Regions from separate parts of the Arabidopsis thaliana genome. Here region 2 is linked to region 1. Evidence: chromatin contacts called from public ChIA-PET data. All regions are on one chromosome and are shown on one strand. The core of a region is the stretch at or near the end of the contact, and the rest is flanking DNA. Distances in the headings are between cores, read along the strand shown. Region 1 holds the start of AT2G17442. Region 2 holds the start of EMB2763 (ribonuclease II family protein).

Region 1 (6,898 bases), core at 3,390-5,889:
TAAGTTTCTTATTTTTTAGGGTTATTCAGACAATTAATTCTATTTTTATTAATAATGCTTTAAAACTTTTTTTGCTCGGGAAAAGAGTTGCCCACTACTGTATTTCTTGACCTTTTTCCCAAACCATGTTTCATTGTCTACAGATTTCTCTTGTTCGTGTACGATTTTGCATTTAGCACTTGTGACTGAATTTGTGTTCATATCAAACATCTCTTAAGGAGAAAACGTGGGCCTCCATCATGCGGTTCCGCTTTGACAAAAAAACCATAGGGTAGCGGAGTCTCATTGCGAAGCTCAACTCGATTTTTTTCTGTTTTTTTTTTTTTTTAAAAGAACTCAGAGAATATTTTATAGAATCGGGATTGTAGAATTAATAAAAAAATAACTGAATATTTTAATTCATAATGACAGAATGAATTATTTGCATTTTATTTGAAAACACACAAATATTATTGACCGTACAAAATTATGAATCCAATAAATTTAGATTTTATGAAAAAGTTAAGAGTACAATTTTTTTATAAATACAGAAACTAATAACATTAAACTTTGGTAGAATTTTTTAAAAAACTTAATTGAATAACAATAGAATCTTCATAACATTTCTATCTTTATAACTCTATCTATAGATACATAAAATAATAACATCCCCTACCAGATATTTATAATTGAAATAAGATTACAGTGACGCTAAAATATATATATGTACACTAATTTTCAGAAGAAAATCAAAAATTTGCATTAAACTACATAAACAGACAAAAATGAAAATAAACAGAGAAAGCATCAATACTAATTTCATTGTTTACAAATGATCAATTAATTAGCGTCTTATTCTATCTAGTAAAGTTTTTTTTTTTTTTTTAAAGTTTTTGTTGAAGATAGAGAAACATAAAAATTCAGTATTATGATAGGAAAAAAAAAAACATAATTTTCGCTTTGCTTTATTGTCTATATTTTGGGACTGGGCATTATATATGAAATTATAATGGTGCTAAATAATTGAGATAGTTGATGGATAGGCTATGCACAGAGAGGGGAGCACATGGGATATACAAATATCATTTTGATATCTAAAAGATGATAAAAGGCTTCCTTACAAAATCCCTGTGATTGGTACTTCACAGATAACTTAAAACTAAAAGGCATTTTCACTTTAAACACAACAACAATAAAGATTGGTTAATTAACAAAAAAAATAAAGTCGAAGAGACAGACAAGCACATGTGCACCCAGTTTTCATAATTAAGGAGATTTAATAGAAACTCAATTTGATAGAATTTCTCCGAAAGCATAACATATGAAAACATTTCAAATAACAATTTAAAAGCTATTAACGTTACATAAACTCTTCTGTCCAAGACCAATTAAAGCTGAAACCAAAAAACTTTGGCTAAAACGGCTTTTTTTTCTTTCATCCATTATTGATTTTCGTTTATTTTAGTTTTGTCTTTTGCTTTGTATTTTAGTAAGATTCACATGTCTTGCATTCAGATAAAGAGACGTTTAAAAAAGCATTTTAGCTAAGGAGATTCCATTTCGGGTGTCCTTATACTGCTAAAGTCACAAACTAGAGTTGGTTAAAGTTGTATTTCTTTCTTTTCCTATAGAATGTTATGAGCTACCCAAAATGCTAACAGAAGAGGAAAACATTATCAGTTTATAAACAAGTGACGACATTTTCAAAAAGATGCTAATATATTATATCTTATAGTGTCTAATGTATCATTTAGTTTTAAAGGTACATATATCAAACCAATATATTTTGATAGATATTCTTATTAAAAAAATCATCATGCATGGTCTAGTAATTAAAAGTTTATGTTGAGGGTATTGGTTCCAAGTGACAATTAATATATGTTTGAACCAATATGGTTTGGTATAAACTTATAAGTAAAGAGAATGATTATTGAGAATTTGAGATTGACTTTATATATGGTTTAGACACGGTTTAGACACGGTTTAGAGCTTGATTTAGTCATAAAAGAGTCAAGTGGTTGAGGTGTGAACTTCATATTTAAAGTGACGAATATCAAAAGTATATAGAATAGACGTGTACCTGCGGTTTAATAATTCCTATTAAAATTCACCAATACATTACGTGTCAAATTGTATCCTACAGTATTTAGATTTATAATATATGCATCGCTACCAAATTTATGGACACGTTGATCCACTTTCAAAGATTCTGTTTTCGGTAATAGATTTAGAATCCAGATCTCACCTAGGCTTACAAAAACAAAACTTACAAGATCCAAAATATATTAAAAGACGATTTAAACAAAAACCAAATACATTAGAAGCAAAATGTGAATTTCGAGGTTCTAGCTTAAAAATAAATCGTATATACTAATAATGGTCGGTTAAATGGCTGGTCAAAAAAAAAAACTGATATTAAGAAACTAGAATGTTTAAAAATATTTTAAGAAATAAAAGTGCAATAAGCTAATATTGGCCGGTGTTATTAAAAAATAACATACTATTTCCACAATTTGATCTCTCATTTGTCTTTTTCCATCTATTTTTATTTATTATGATAGAAAATCATATTATCCAAAATATTTTTAAATAAATGTAAGAGAATTAAAAATAAAATGGTCTAATCGAAGGTAGGTTTAGCCGTTTAGGTGAGAAAAGAGCTTACTTATACCTTTTGATAATGTGTTCGTCAAAACAGAACCTATAAAGCCAACCTCCACCGACCCATCTTTTCTTCTTATATTATTTACTCCAAGTTTCCTTCCAATTTCAAAAAATATAATCATCTCTCTCACTATCTGAATTTTAAATAACATACAACAAATATTTTTAATATATAGAATAAAATCAAAATAAGTCATCATGATCTCAACATCAGTTGACTAGTCATAAGAGAATTTCATAACAAAAATTGAACATACACACACCCAAGAAAAGAAAATAAACTTTTTTATTTATTTATAATCCTAAGAAAAAAATGGTTTGTGATCTAAGAAGTTGGAGATAGATAGATGCATCTCCATTAAGAGCAAAATGTTTGTTTTTAAACAGAATATGTGTCCACACGAAACAACAATACTCTAAATAGGAGATGCAAATTGCATGTAAACACTAATTCAGCCAATAACTTCGAATAAACAACCAAATAATAATACTTACTAATTTTGTTTCCCTTCATCCAAACTTTTCTGCGTGTATTATTATTATCATACAGATTTGATATTAAATATTACAAATATCTTATTTGTTTGCAATATTATTATATAAGTAAAGATGTATATCATAATGTATGTATCCTTTATGTGTCTCTATTATAACGTGGATCAAGATTCTTTCTTATCTTCATCACTCCACACATTTTCTTGTCTTCAAACTCACACAAAGAAAGAAAAGTCTCCAAAGCTCAAAAAGCAATGACTCGACCGTCAAGATTACTTGAGACGGCGGCGCCACCACCACAACCGTCGGAGGAGATGATCGCAGCGGAATCCGACATGGTGGTGATCTTGTCGGCTCTTCTTTGCGCTCTTATCTGCGTTGCTGGTCTCGCCGCCGTCGTACGATGCGCTTGGCTCCGGCGGTTTACAGCCGGAGGAGATTCGCCGTCACCGAACAAAGGCTTGAAAAAGAAAGCTCTTCAGTCTCTTCCAAGATCCACTTTCACCGCCGCGGAATCAACCTCCGGCGCCGCCGCTGAAGAGGGAGACTCGACGGAATGTGCTATTTGCCTCACTGACTTCGCCGACGGTGAAGAAATAAGAGTGCTTCCTCTTTGTGGTCATTCTTTCCACGTGGAGTGTATTGACAAATGGCTAGTTTCTAGGTCTTCTTGTCCTTCTTGTCGCAGGATTCTTACGCCGGTGAGATGTGACCGGTGTGGTCATGCTTCTACGGCGGAGATGAAAGATCAAGCTCATCGTCATCAACATCACCAACACTCTTCTACTACCATTCCTACGTTTCTTCCTTAATTAACACTAATTTTTGTTTTATTATGGCAATAATTAATTGCATAAAAGTTATGTAAAGTGAGTTTAATTAGGATTAGAGAGATCTTTTAAAGTTTTTCTCTCTTTTCTCCTTGTTGTAATCCAGTGTATTTAATCAAATCTCAGATGGAGTTCAAATTTCGAGATCATGTTTGTTTGTTTTCCAACAAATCTAATTTACAAGAAGAGTAGATTATTGATTAGTGCTTATAACTCTTTTGCAGTCAAGTTTCTGGATCATAGACTTATTATATAAGTTATCGTACAAACATACCTTTATATATGTACTTACAGTACTATTAGTAGCCAACTATCTTAACCCAAATTTTAGCTACCTAAAATATCTAAAAGGCAACAAATGAAGTAAGATCCATAGTCGATTGATCTAAAGGCAACAATTTTCTGGATGCCTACTCGATGGATCTAAAAGGTAACAATGTTCACATTTTCAAGATTACTTACACTTATGATAATGAGATTAGTCTGAAGTCTGAACTTATGGTTGGTTGAGATCTTGTAATGTTTTCTCAATACAGTCACATACTCGCATATGATCATAAAGCCATTTTATTTAATTTTATTTTGGGCTTTTCGACTTCCTGGGCCTTTCCAACAAACACGGTCCAACAAGAGAGAACCAAACCGAAATAAATTGTTTTTAAGTAAAAAAATTCCACTAAACCCGGTTTGCTTCTTCGTCTCTCTTGTTTTCCATTTACTAAAAAGGTACTGAAGAAGAACTTTCCGAACTTTTGCCTGCGTTACTACTGTCTTCTCAAAAAATCTAAGACTATAGCAGCATCTCCTCGTCGATCTCGCATTGGTCTTCTAGGTCTTACCCATTTTTCCTTTCTTACATTCAATGCCGTTTCTCTGTTTGTTTCTCTTCTTTCTGTCTGATTTTGTTGTCAGGGTTTTTGTTATTAGGGTTTATGCTAGTGTTTTTTAGAGCCTTTTTGACCCATAAGTTCGCTAATGCTTGAAAGTTCCCAAATTTTTCCTAAGAGAACAAGAAATAGTGAAAAAGTGATGATCTTGGTGGTTTTTCCTTTTTCACTTCCTTATATCGAGAAAGACTTTGTTTTTGGTTTGATTGAAATCTGTTTTGGTAACTTCTAGTTCCATGTAATGACATTTATGGTGAATTTTGATTTTGGAGTTTTGGTGTTAGGGGTTTTGTTACGGTTTTTGCAGAGCCTTTTTGACTCGTAAGATCGCTAATGCTTGAAAGCTTCTGACTTTTTTTCCTAAGAGACCAATAATCAATGCAAAAGTGATGCTCATGGTGTTTTTTACTTCCTTATAATGATTTTGTTTTTGGTTTGATTGAAATCTGCTCTGGCAACTTTTAGTTCCCTGTAATTACATTTATAGTGAATTTGTTCTTTGATACTTTATTTCCATATATACATTGTAGGCTAAGAGAATCCCTAAAATTTCTATTTCAGGAGGTGGTCAAGAAGAAGATCATGGTAAGTACACTCTCCTGCTTGTTTCTTTGTTTTTGTATTCGGCTCTTTTGCTTGATCTTGATAAACTATGAACAGAGAGATTTGAATGGGGAATAATTGCATCATTTGTCTTTTATCACCAGAAGAAGGGATTATTTGGGAGAGCTTTTGCGAATTCACCAATATTTGCTCTTGGATACTTCACAAGTATGTGGCTTTAAAGGTTCTTGATTAGTTTATGATTTACTTTTTGGGGAAACAAGCTTCATCAATGTGTTTATTGTCTTTCCTTCAGATGATGCTTTAACCCCTAATTTAAATAAAAAAATAAAAAAAGCTCATCAGGTAAGCAAGAAATTGTTTTTTTATTCATTTGTGTGTGTGTGAAAGGATACAGTTACCGTCTTCTCACGTTTCAGGCGTTGGCTGAAGCAGAGTCCATAATAAAGGTAAGCAAGAAATGGTGTTATGCACCTCAAGTTGTTTGATTTTGAAAAGACAACTATAGTTATGGTTAACATGTAATGTCTTCTCATGTTTCAGACGTATGAGGCTAAGCTGGCTGAGGTGGAAAAAATGAAAAAGATGGCGAAACAAATGGTTCAGGTAAAAGAAAAAAAAGCCATAATGGATCTTAACAGTTTGATTTTGAAAAGAAATTAGTCATGGTTGACATGTAATGTCTTGTCATATTTCAGAGTTGTGAGGCTCTAATGTTTAAGTTGGAAAAAAAGGAAAAGATGTTGGACGATCTAGGGAAGGTAAAAGCAAGAATTGGTGTTAATGAATCTCTATACTAGTTTGTTGATTTTGAAAGGACATAGATAGTTATGCTTGATTACCTCTAATGTCTTTGTCATGTTTCAGTTGTTTAGGGCGCCTCGAATGGATGTGTTGAAAGGAAAGGAAAAGAAGTTGGACTATCTAGGGCAGGTAAAAGCAAGAAATGGTGTTAATGAATCTCTATTGTTTGGTTATTTCAAAAGGACGTACATAGTTGTGCTTGATGACCTCTAATGTCTTTGTCGTGTTTCAGTTGTATAGTGCTCCTCGAATGGATTTGTTGAAAGAAATTAAAAACGCCGATGGACGATATGCAGGAAGAAACTAAAGTGGAGTTTCATAGGAAGAAACTATGTGATTTGGTGCAGAGAATGAAGACAGAATATGTACCCTTTAAAAACTAAGTAGCTGAAGGTTGTGATGATCTGACCTTGGTTTAGCCTTAACTTTGTTAGTAATTTGATATATATATTTAAAATGTTAATCCTTGAATATATATCAACTTATGAGTGAATCTAGTTTGTTTAGTTGTAAGTAAAATCATATTTAACCTTAACTATGTTTAGCATGTGAAGACTATATCTTTTTCCTCGTGGACGTGATCTCTAATTGAATCAATACATGCAACATCAAAAGAAACAAAAATTTAGTTAGAGAAACAAGAATATAATCACTTTGAGATTAACAAATGCAATT
Region 2 (7,828 bases), core at 660-3,159, 40 kb before region 1:
AAGAGTCACACCATCATCTGTTACAAGTGGCTTCTGCCTAAAAAACTCCTGAACTGTCTGCAGTGAATATGTGCCGAAACAAAGTTAAGATAAACAAAGTCCAGTAATAATGAAGTAAAGAGAGAGATGCTTCATACCCAATTATGATAGCCATCGACAGTAGTAGCCGCCTTTGAGTTGTTCAGATATTCAACAATTATGTGAGGACGAGTTATCTCAGTAGCATTTTCTGTGTTGTTATTAGCAGGAGCCTGATATAACGAGTGCATTGGTGATCCTGTTGAAAAGGACCAGTATGGTGTTTCTTTCGGTTGCTGCTTTAAAAACACCTTCCCATCACGATCAACAACAAGTTTCGTATTTGGCTCTGTTGGTGGTTCACTGAGTAGAAGACAGATAACATCACAACCAGTAACCACATAGAGAAGAATCAAAAACATCTATCAAAATGTAATCAAACCAATTCTTGCCACCACCAAAACCTAATCACTAGTCCATCACGTTTACAATGCTAATGATACCTAAAACAGTGTCACCAGAATCAAATACTAACTAAGTATTTTTAAACATGCAGAGGATGGAAGAAACTCACCGACGAATCTGCAAAATTGATCTGCGGCCGGGACTAGATGGAACGATCGGATACGTCACATCGTCGGCAGCGCCGCCGCAAGGAGACATGATCCATGGTGAGAGTAATAGTAGTAAGAAGAAAAGATGGCGGAGGAAAGGACATCTCGGCGGCATGGTCCGGATCAATTATGGAGAATCCGAACAGAGATAGAGATGATGATGATGATCAGCTGTGAAAAAACAGAGGAGGACGAGTCAATCATCGAATTTAAGAATTGGGAGATAAAAGATAAGAGAAAGGGTTTTCGAATTTACCTAAGAGTGAAGTCAACGATGGATCGGAGATAAGATGCGAAGCTTTAGTCTGAGGCTGCGGTTTAGGGATCTCCGTCTCTGTCCGGCGAGTTTCTCCTCCCTTGCCCCCACCCTTAGTGTGTCTAACGCGTTCTCCTTTTGAATCTTCTTAACAAAAAAATATTTTAATGGAAAAAAATACAAAAGTTTTTTTTTTTTTTTTAAACCCCCACGAACGAACCAAACACTGTTTTGCTTCGAGTAAGGTTTGTCTGAGGCTGCGGTTTAAGGATCTTCGTGTGCCCCACCGTACTGTCCAGCTAACTTATTCGGCCGAGCCGAGCCAATATGCGTTAAGCTTTTTGGTCTTCTAAACACCTTTTGCTATCAACAAATTCGAGTGAAAATATCACTAAAATTACTAATTGTGTTAAAAAAAACAAATTTTCATATTGTTAAAGGTAAATAAATCACATTTTCTTTTGTTAAAGGTAAAACAATCACATATACATTAGACATAGTGGCAAAAATTGTGACGATTATTTTTGGTTTAATCGTACTTCTTATCATATAATTTTGTGTTTATTTCAGTGTTTAAGAAAATGTTAGGCGCTTAGCTGGCGGTGACCCTCCGCTTAGCGCATAGAACGCTTAGTCGAGGCCTAGACAATTTTAGCCGGTTTAATCGGTTTTAGAATAAAACGATATATATTTATATACTATTATCTGAACTGTTGCAAAAACTATTATAAAAAACGGAAATTATCAAATTTTTAAAAATAAATTTAAAATTTAACATTTTAGTAAAATAAAATAAAATAATAAAAAGTATAGGTGTCCTTAAAATTATTTAAAATATATTTTTGAAATTTTTAAAAAATATTAAGAGACGATTAGATCCGCCTAGCCTAACCCACCTAATGAGAGTCTAATCCGCTTAATGTTTACATAGTCTGCCAAATCTATCTCACTGATTAATAGAACCGATTTTGAAAAAGTCAAAACGGTATAAAAGCGTTTAGTGCCTAGGCGTCCTAGACGACGCCTATCCCACTTTATTGAACACTGATTTATTTACTAGAAATTGTATCGGTATAATTGGAGATGCATCATTAAAAAAATTTCTATGAGATCAAGGTAAATGATCTTAGGTATGCAATATTATCTTGCAAAAATTGGTTAGTTTTGGTTAAAATAAAAAGAGTGTTTTTGACCTTTTTCCATCAAGAGTAATACCGAGTTTACTAGCTGTATTGCTGTGTTTACTTCGGTTTAATCAGATTGAGCCGGTTAGAGAAAAAGTAACTAAACCGGTTTTAACCGTCATCGTTTCGTTAACCATGAACGAATAAGGAGCTATAGAATTGAAAATTTTAGTAGTCAAGTTGGCTGGCTTAGGTTTAAATTTAAAGGCTTTAAAAAGCTTCTTCCTCTCTTCCGTTCTGACGACTGAAATCTTCTTCACCGGCGAAATCGAAAAGTTTTCCAGCAAGAAATTGAAGATGTTGCAGAGCAAAGTTTTCAATAAGAAAACCAGAGGAGGAAGAATCCAAAAGGTTTCTCTTCAATCTCTCTATGCTTCTTCTTCTTCTTCCTTCCGAGTTTTTTTGTTCGTTATTGTAACTTTTAACTCTTTGTCTGCGACAGCAAGTAAGAGAGGTTTATCTACGAGATGACATATACTGTGGAGCTTTCTCTTGCAAGTCTTGTGATTCTTCAGCTGCTCGTTTGTCTTCCTCTAAGATAATCGTTGTTGATACCAACGTCGTTCTTCACCAAGTAATTTTTCTTTAATTTGATTACATAAGCTAAAAGTTTTGAGCTTGTGGGTATTACTAATGTAATATTTTGTTTGTTTCTGGTAGATTGATTTGTTGGAAAATAAGGCTATAGACACTGTTGTTGTTCTGTCTGTGGTGTTGGACGAAGTTAAGAACAGGAATAGATCGGTTTACAATAGAATCAGACTTCTCTGCAGCAATCCAGCGAGACAATTCTATGTTTTCTCCAATCATGTCCACAAGTAAGAAGACCTTGTTCGAACTTTTAGCTTTTAGATTAACCAGATTTTAGGTGGACAAAAGAACATAAAGAATTCAATGATTTTGGAATTTCTGTTCGGTTATATTGATTAGATGCTCTCCTTACTGGAACCTACTAAGCTATAGAAACGCTTTTCTCCGTGTCCTTATCGTTGTTTTCTCGCGTTTACTAAACTCTTCACAGGGATACTTATGTGCAAGCCATGGAGAAAGAGAGTGCAAATGACCACAACGATAGAGGTTTTATTTACTATTCAATCACCTTCTTTGTTTGTTAACATCATGTTACTTTCTTGATGATGAACTTACATACTTCTCTTGGTAAGCATCTGTTATTAAAATTTTAAATTTATCTGGAATTCAGCTATTCGCGTCGCTACTCTATGGTACCAGAAGCATCTAGGGGATACATCTCAGGTGTTGCTTGTAACTAATGATAGGGAAAATAAACGGAAGGCCACTGAAGAGGGAATATCTGCGGAGACAAGTATGTGAATCATCTATATTTTTCATAGAAGTTGTCGAAGCTTGGTTTTGCATGACTGTTTGTGTGTCTTGCTACATGATGTTGAAGTTTATCAATGAATGTTTCTGTATCAGTTGAGGCTTATGTTAAATCACTTGGACAACCTGAATTGCTGGATCTGCTTGCCCAACCAACCAATGAAGACATAACTATGGAAGATGCAGATGATTCTAGACCTTCGAAGAGGAAACTTATATACCAAGAGGTAATGGAGATAAACACATTTGTTTTTCAGTCTCAGCTTTGGGTAACTTGATACTGCCATCAAACAACTTTTATCTCCAATTTTGTTTTTTTTCCTGCCTGCAGCATAAGCCCATGTCTGAGATTACTGCTGGCTTACACCGTGGAATATATCATCAAGGAAAACTCCGGGTCAATCGTTTCAATCCTTACGAAGCTTATGTTGGAAGCGAGAGCATTGGTGAAGAGATAATTATCTATGGGCGCAGCAACATGAACAGGGCTTTTGATGGTGATATTGTTGCAGTCGAACTCTTGCCTCGGGATCAATGGCAAGATGAGAAGGCATTATCTATAGCTGAAGAAGGTCTCTTTCAATATCTACATATATTTTACAGCAGTTATTTCCTTGCATGACGTTGTGTTAAACTTATCTTTCTTCCAAATATCAAATTCAAATGCAGATGATGAAGAGGATGATACTGTTCATTTGGCTCCCGACAATGTTGATGATGCTCCTAGAACCTCAAATTTATCCCATGAAACTTCTGGGGATAAAAATGCAGCCCCTGTTCGTCCATCAGGCCGTGTAGTCGGTGTTATCCGTAGAAATTGGCACTCGTGAGTTCATTACTTGATTACCCTTACCTTCTTGCTTGTTTTTTTTTCTAATTGAGACATTGATATATCATATGAGATCATGTTAACAGACTTGTTAATACATTCTCATTAGAGGTACCTGTTTCTGGTGACTACATATGTGACTGGACGATTATCTTTAGTACTCTTGATTCAGTGTCCTTTGTCTGTGCAATTATGCTTTACTTTTCCTTAAGTTTGTCTTCTGTTTCAAGCCATGGTTTCTGGATGACGGTTCCTAATTTGTATGTTTTCATGCAGCTATTGTGGATCTCTTGAACCGATGTCACTACCTGCTGGTAGTGGTGGAACGGCACATGCTTTATTTGTCTCTAAAGATCGCAGAATTCCCAAGATCCGCATTAATACTCGACAGCTGCAGAACCTTTTGGATATGAGGATAGTAGTGGCAGTTGATTCCTGGGACCGTCAATCTCGATATCCTTCTGGTCATTACGTACGACCAATCGGCAAAATAGGTGACAAGGAAACTGAAACAGAGGTAAGGGATCATATTAATTTATTCGATTCTATTCTAGTAGGAGTTAGGTGGGCAAGAGTAGGAAAAGTATATTGGTTTCCTTTCTTCAGAGAAGTAACTGATTTAGATAATTGAATATAACATCAATACTCTTTCTTGTGAATGCTGCAGGTTGTGTTGATAGAGAATGATGTTGACTACTCGCCGTTCTCTTCTCAAGTTCTGGCATGCTTGCCACCCTTACCTTGGTCTGTATCCTCTGAAGACGTATCCAATCCTGTTAGGCAAGACTTACGACATTTGCTTGTCTTTAGTGTGGACCCTCCGGGTATGTATCTAGAGCTTTACATTTTATAAAGTATATATGATTCAAGCCAAATTTAAATGTCTCCCAGAGTCTGCAGTTAGTTGTGCACAAGCAGATTAACTTTATTTGGTGCTAACAGGTTGCAAGGATATTGATGATGCATTGCACTGTACATCGCTTCCAAACGGGAACTTTGAACTTGGAGTCCGTATCCTAGAGTCCTCAGATTCTCATAAATATGACTGTGCTTTCAATTTAGGACATGTCAATAGTCAATGAGTTAAAAATCAGTTTGTGGGATATATTTAACCAAAGCATTGAAATGGCTCATATTACCTTTTAGCTTCATAGTTCGCTTTTATCATAATTATCTAGTACGAGAAGTGCTTTTGAGGTGATCTGCTTTATGCCTTTTAGTGAATCGGTATCTTCCAGAATTTGTAGCTAGTTCCGTTGTATTCTCTTCTTGTCTTGGGAGTGAATATATATGATGCTTATCCTTGACCATGTTTGATTAGACATTGCTGATGTAACGAATTTTGTTCACCCTGGTACTCCTTTGGATGATGAGGCATCAAAAAGAGGCACATCTGTCTACCTTGTTGAGCGCCGTATTGACATGCTTCCCAAACCTTTAACTGAAGGTAATATCTTCTTACAGAAATACATTCCCTTTGTGTTGGAATTTCTATGCACTCATGAAACATGATATTGCTTGTAGATATTTGCTCTCTTAGAGCTGATGTGGAAAGGCTTGCATTCTCGGTTATTTGGGTATGCTTTATCCATTTTCAATTGTCATTGCGAGGCATATTAGCAAATTGGTAAACGGTTAGCTTAAGCATAATTCATATATTTAGGAAATGAGCCCTGACGCTGAGATTATCTCAACGAGATTCACAAAGAGTATTATCAAGTCTTCTGCAGCATTGTCCTATATTGAAGCTCAGGCTCGGATGGATGACAGGTACATTCTATTTTACCATAGAGTTAGAGGGTCATTGGCTTGTTTGCTTACCTTTGCTACTACAATAAATTATTTGATTTTATGCTCTCTAGTCATTTGACAGTGAGAAAAATGGTAGCAAGGATTGTCAAAAAATTATTGTAGAAAATTTAATCTTTCTAATTTCATGAATTTTTATCCCATTATTTTGTATTGTAGAGTTGTTTAAGATTCCCTCTTTTACTTTATGCCGAAGATTGACAAATGTAATTAATTTCTTGTAGCCGATTGACAGACTCCCTGACTACAGATCTGAGGAATATGAATACCTTGGCAAAGGTTTGAGACACCTCCTCTCACAAGTTGCCATATGTTCCAGAAATCATAGAAAGAACACAACATTTTGACCTGTTTTTTGCTCTTGAAACCTGTAGATAATGAGGCAAAGGCGTATCGATAGGGGAGCCTTAACTCTTGCTTCTGCGGAAGTCAAATTTGATATTGATCCGGAGAATCATGATCCTCTTAACATTGGTATGTTATCTGAGCAAAATTTGTTTCTTCTTGATGAATACGAACGATGTTTTCTTAGTCTTTTTCACCCAAACACCCATGAAATACAACCACCTCTATCCTTCTGAAAGATGTATTCAATTTATTCATCTGTTTTTCATTTGTCATCATGACTCTGTTTTGCGCAGGTATGTATCAGATTCTCGAAGCAAACCAAATGGTTGAGGAATTCATGCTTGCTGCAAATGTTTCCGTCGCTGGACAGATCCTGAAACTATTCCCTTCTTGTTCACTATTAAGGTAAAGTTTGTGATAGTTCTTTTCTTCTTGAAGGTAGCTTTTTCTTACATCGGTGGTCTGTTTCTCAAAGATTGCAATCATTCTGTATTTGTTGATGGGTTCCTCTGCGTAAAACGGATTTTATTTTTTCTGAGATGTGACAAATTAGCTTTCAACTGTTGCTAAAGATGCATATATACACTGGTTCATGAATTGTTTAGTCTTCTCGTGAAATTTGGCCATAGGTGGTTAGATTATATAATTTTGTGCATATTTAGCATAATGAATATTATGGGATCCCAAGTAGCTGTTGAGGATGTGTTTAGTTTTTACAGGCAATTATTGAATTTCTGTTCACTTTTATTATCAATAGTAGTTCATCATATCTCTGGTTTCGTTCTTCATGCAGGCGTCATCCTACTCCAACAAGAGAAATGCTTGAACCACTACTGCGTACTGCTGCAGCTATTGGGCTTACCTTAGATGTCTCTTCATCTAAAGCTTTGGCTGATTCACTGGACCGAGCTGTGGTGAGTATTTCTTTTTGTCTGCACTGTCTATATGGCAGCCACTGAGTACCTCCCTGGTTTCTTTCTATTCATAATCAAATGCAATTGTCACTTTCTTTGATGCTATATAAGTAACTTACTTCCTTGTTTCAAATTACGTTCTTTTTATTCGCTCAATATTAACAAATTCGTAATTCATCAGGGTGAGGATCCATATTTCAACAAGTTGATCAGGATATTGGCAACTAGGTGCATGACGCAGGTGATGCTTCCGTGATGACTGAGTAGTAATATTGCTGGTGATTTTGACAGGATATCGCCATATTTAACATTTTAAATTTATTACTACGCAGGCTGTGTACTTCTGTAGTGGGGATCTCAGTCCTCCCGAATATCATCATTATGGGCTTGCAGCACCCCTGTATACTCATTTTACATCCCCTATCCGTAGATATGCCGGTAAGTGATAACTGCTCTGTCTTCCCTCTTTTCACCTGTTAGCTGCTCTAATCTTACTTCTTTCCCTGGTTCTAGAT

Evidence for each region. ChIA-PET counts read pairs in DNA pulled down with a chosen protein or histone mark.
Region 2: a contact with region 1 is called in an H3K4me3 ChIA-PET map of shoot, with 10 read pairs. The contact joins the promoter of EMB2763 here to the promoter of AT2G17442 in region 1. A contact is called at or near these places in 4 of 26 Hi-C or Micro-C datasets (leaf, root, rosette leaf and 1 more), 1 of 2 datasets of contacts at active chromatin or transcription factors (shoot) and 1 of 3 other capture datasets (seedling).

Annotation. Positions count from the first base shown.
Region 1 is chr2:7,573,692-7,580,589 of TAIR10.1, reverse strand. AT2G17442 reads left to right here and starts at 4,639. Exons shown (of 9, transcript NM_001124863.2): 1 at 4,639-4,800; 2 at 5,386-5,440; 3 at 5,563-5,626; 4 at 5,715-5,764; 5 at 5,839-5,868; 6 at 5,963-6,025; 7 at 6,118-6,180; 8 at 6,287-6,352; 9 at 6,456-6,774. The coding sequence starts at 5,438. The coding sequence ends at 6,530. RHA3A (RING-H2 finger A3A) reads left to right here and starts at 2,744. Exons shown (of 1, transcript NM_127300.4): 1 at 2,744-4,202. The coding sequence starts at 3,393. The coding sequence ends at 3,950. PIRL5 (plant intracellular ras group-related LRR 5) reads right to left here. Exons shown (of 4, transcript NM_127299.4): 4 at 6,712-6,898.
Region 2 is chr2:7,610,423-7,618,250 of TAIR10.1, reverse strand. EMB2763 (ribonuclease II family protein) reads left to right here and starts at 1,909. Exons shown (of 25, transcript NM_001202612.1): 1 at 1,909-2,018; 2 at 2,245-2,423; 3 at 2,515-2,646; 4 at 2,733-2,890; 5 at 3,094-3,149; 6 at 3,274-3,396; 7 at 3,510-3,640; 8 at 3,745-3,985; 9 at 4,083-4,239; 10 at 4,519-4,825; 11 at 4,910-5,066; 12 at 5,185-5,289; 13 at 5,564-5,689; 14 at 5,767-5,819; 8 more. The coding sequence starts at 2,009. IRE1A (Endoribonuclease/protein kinase IRE1-like protein) reads right to left here and starts at 1,100. Exons shown (of 8, transcript NM_127306.4): 1 at 889-1,100; 2 at 593-803; 3 at 138-381; 4 at 1-57. The coding sequence starts at 747.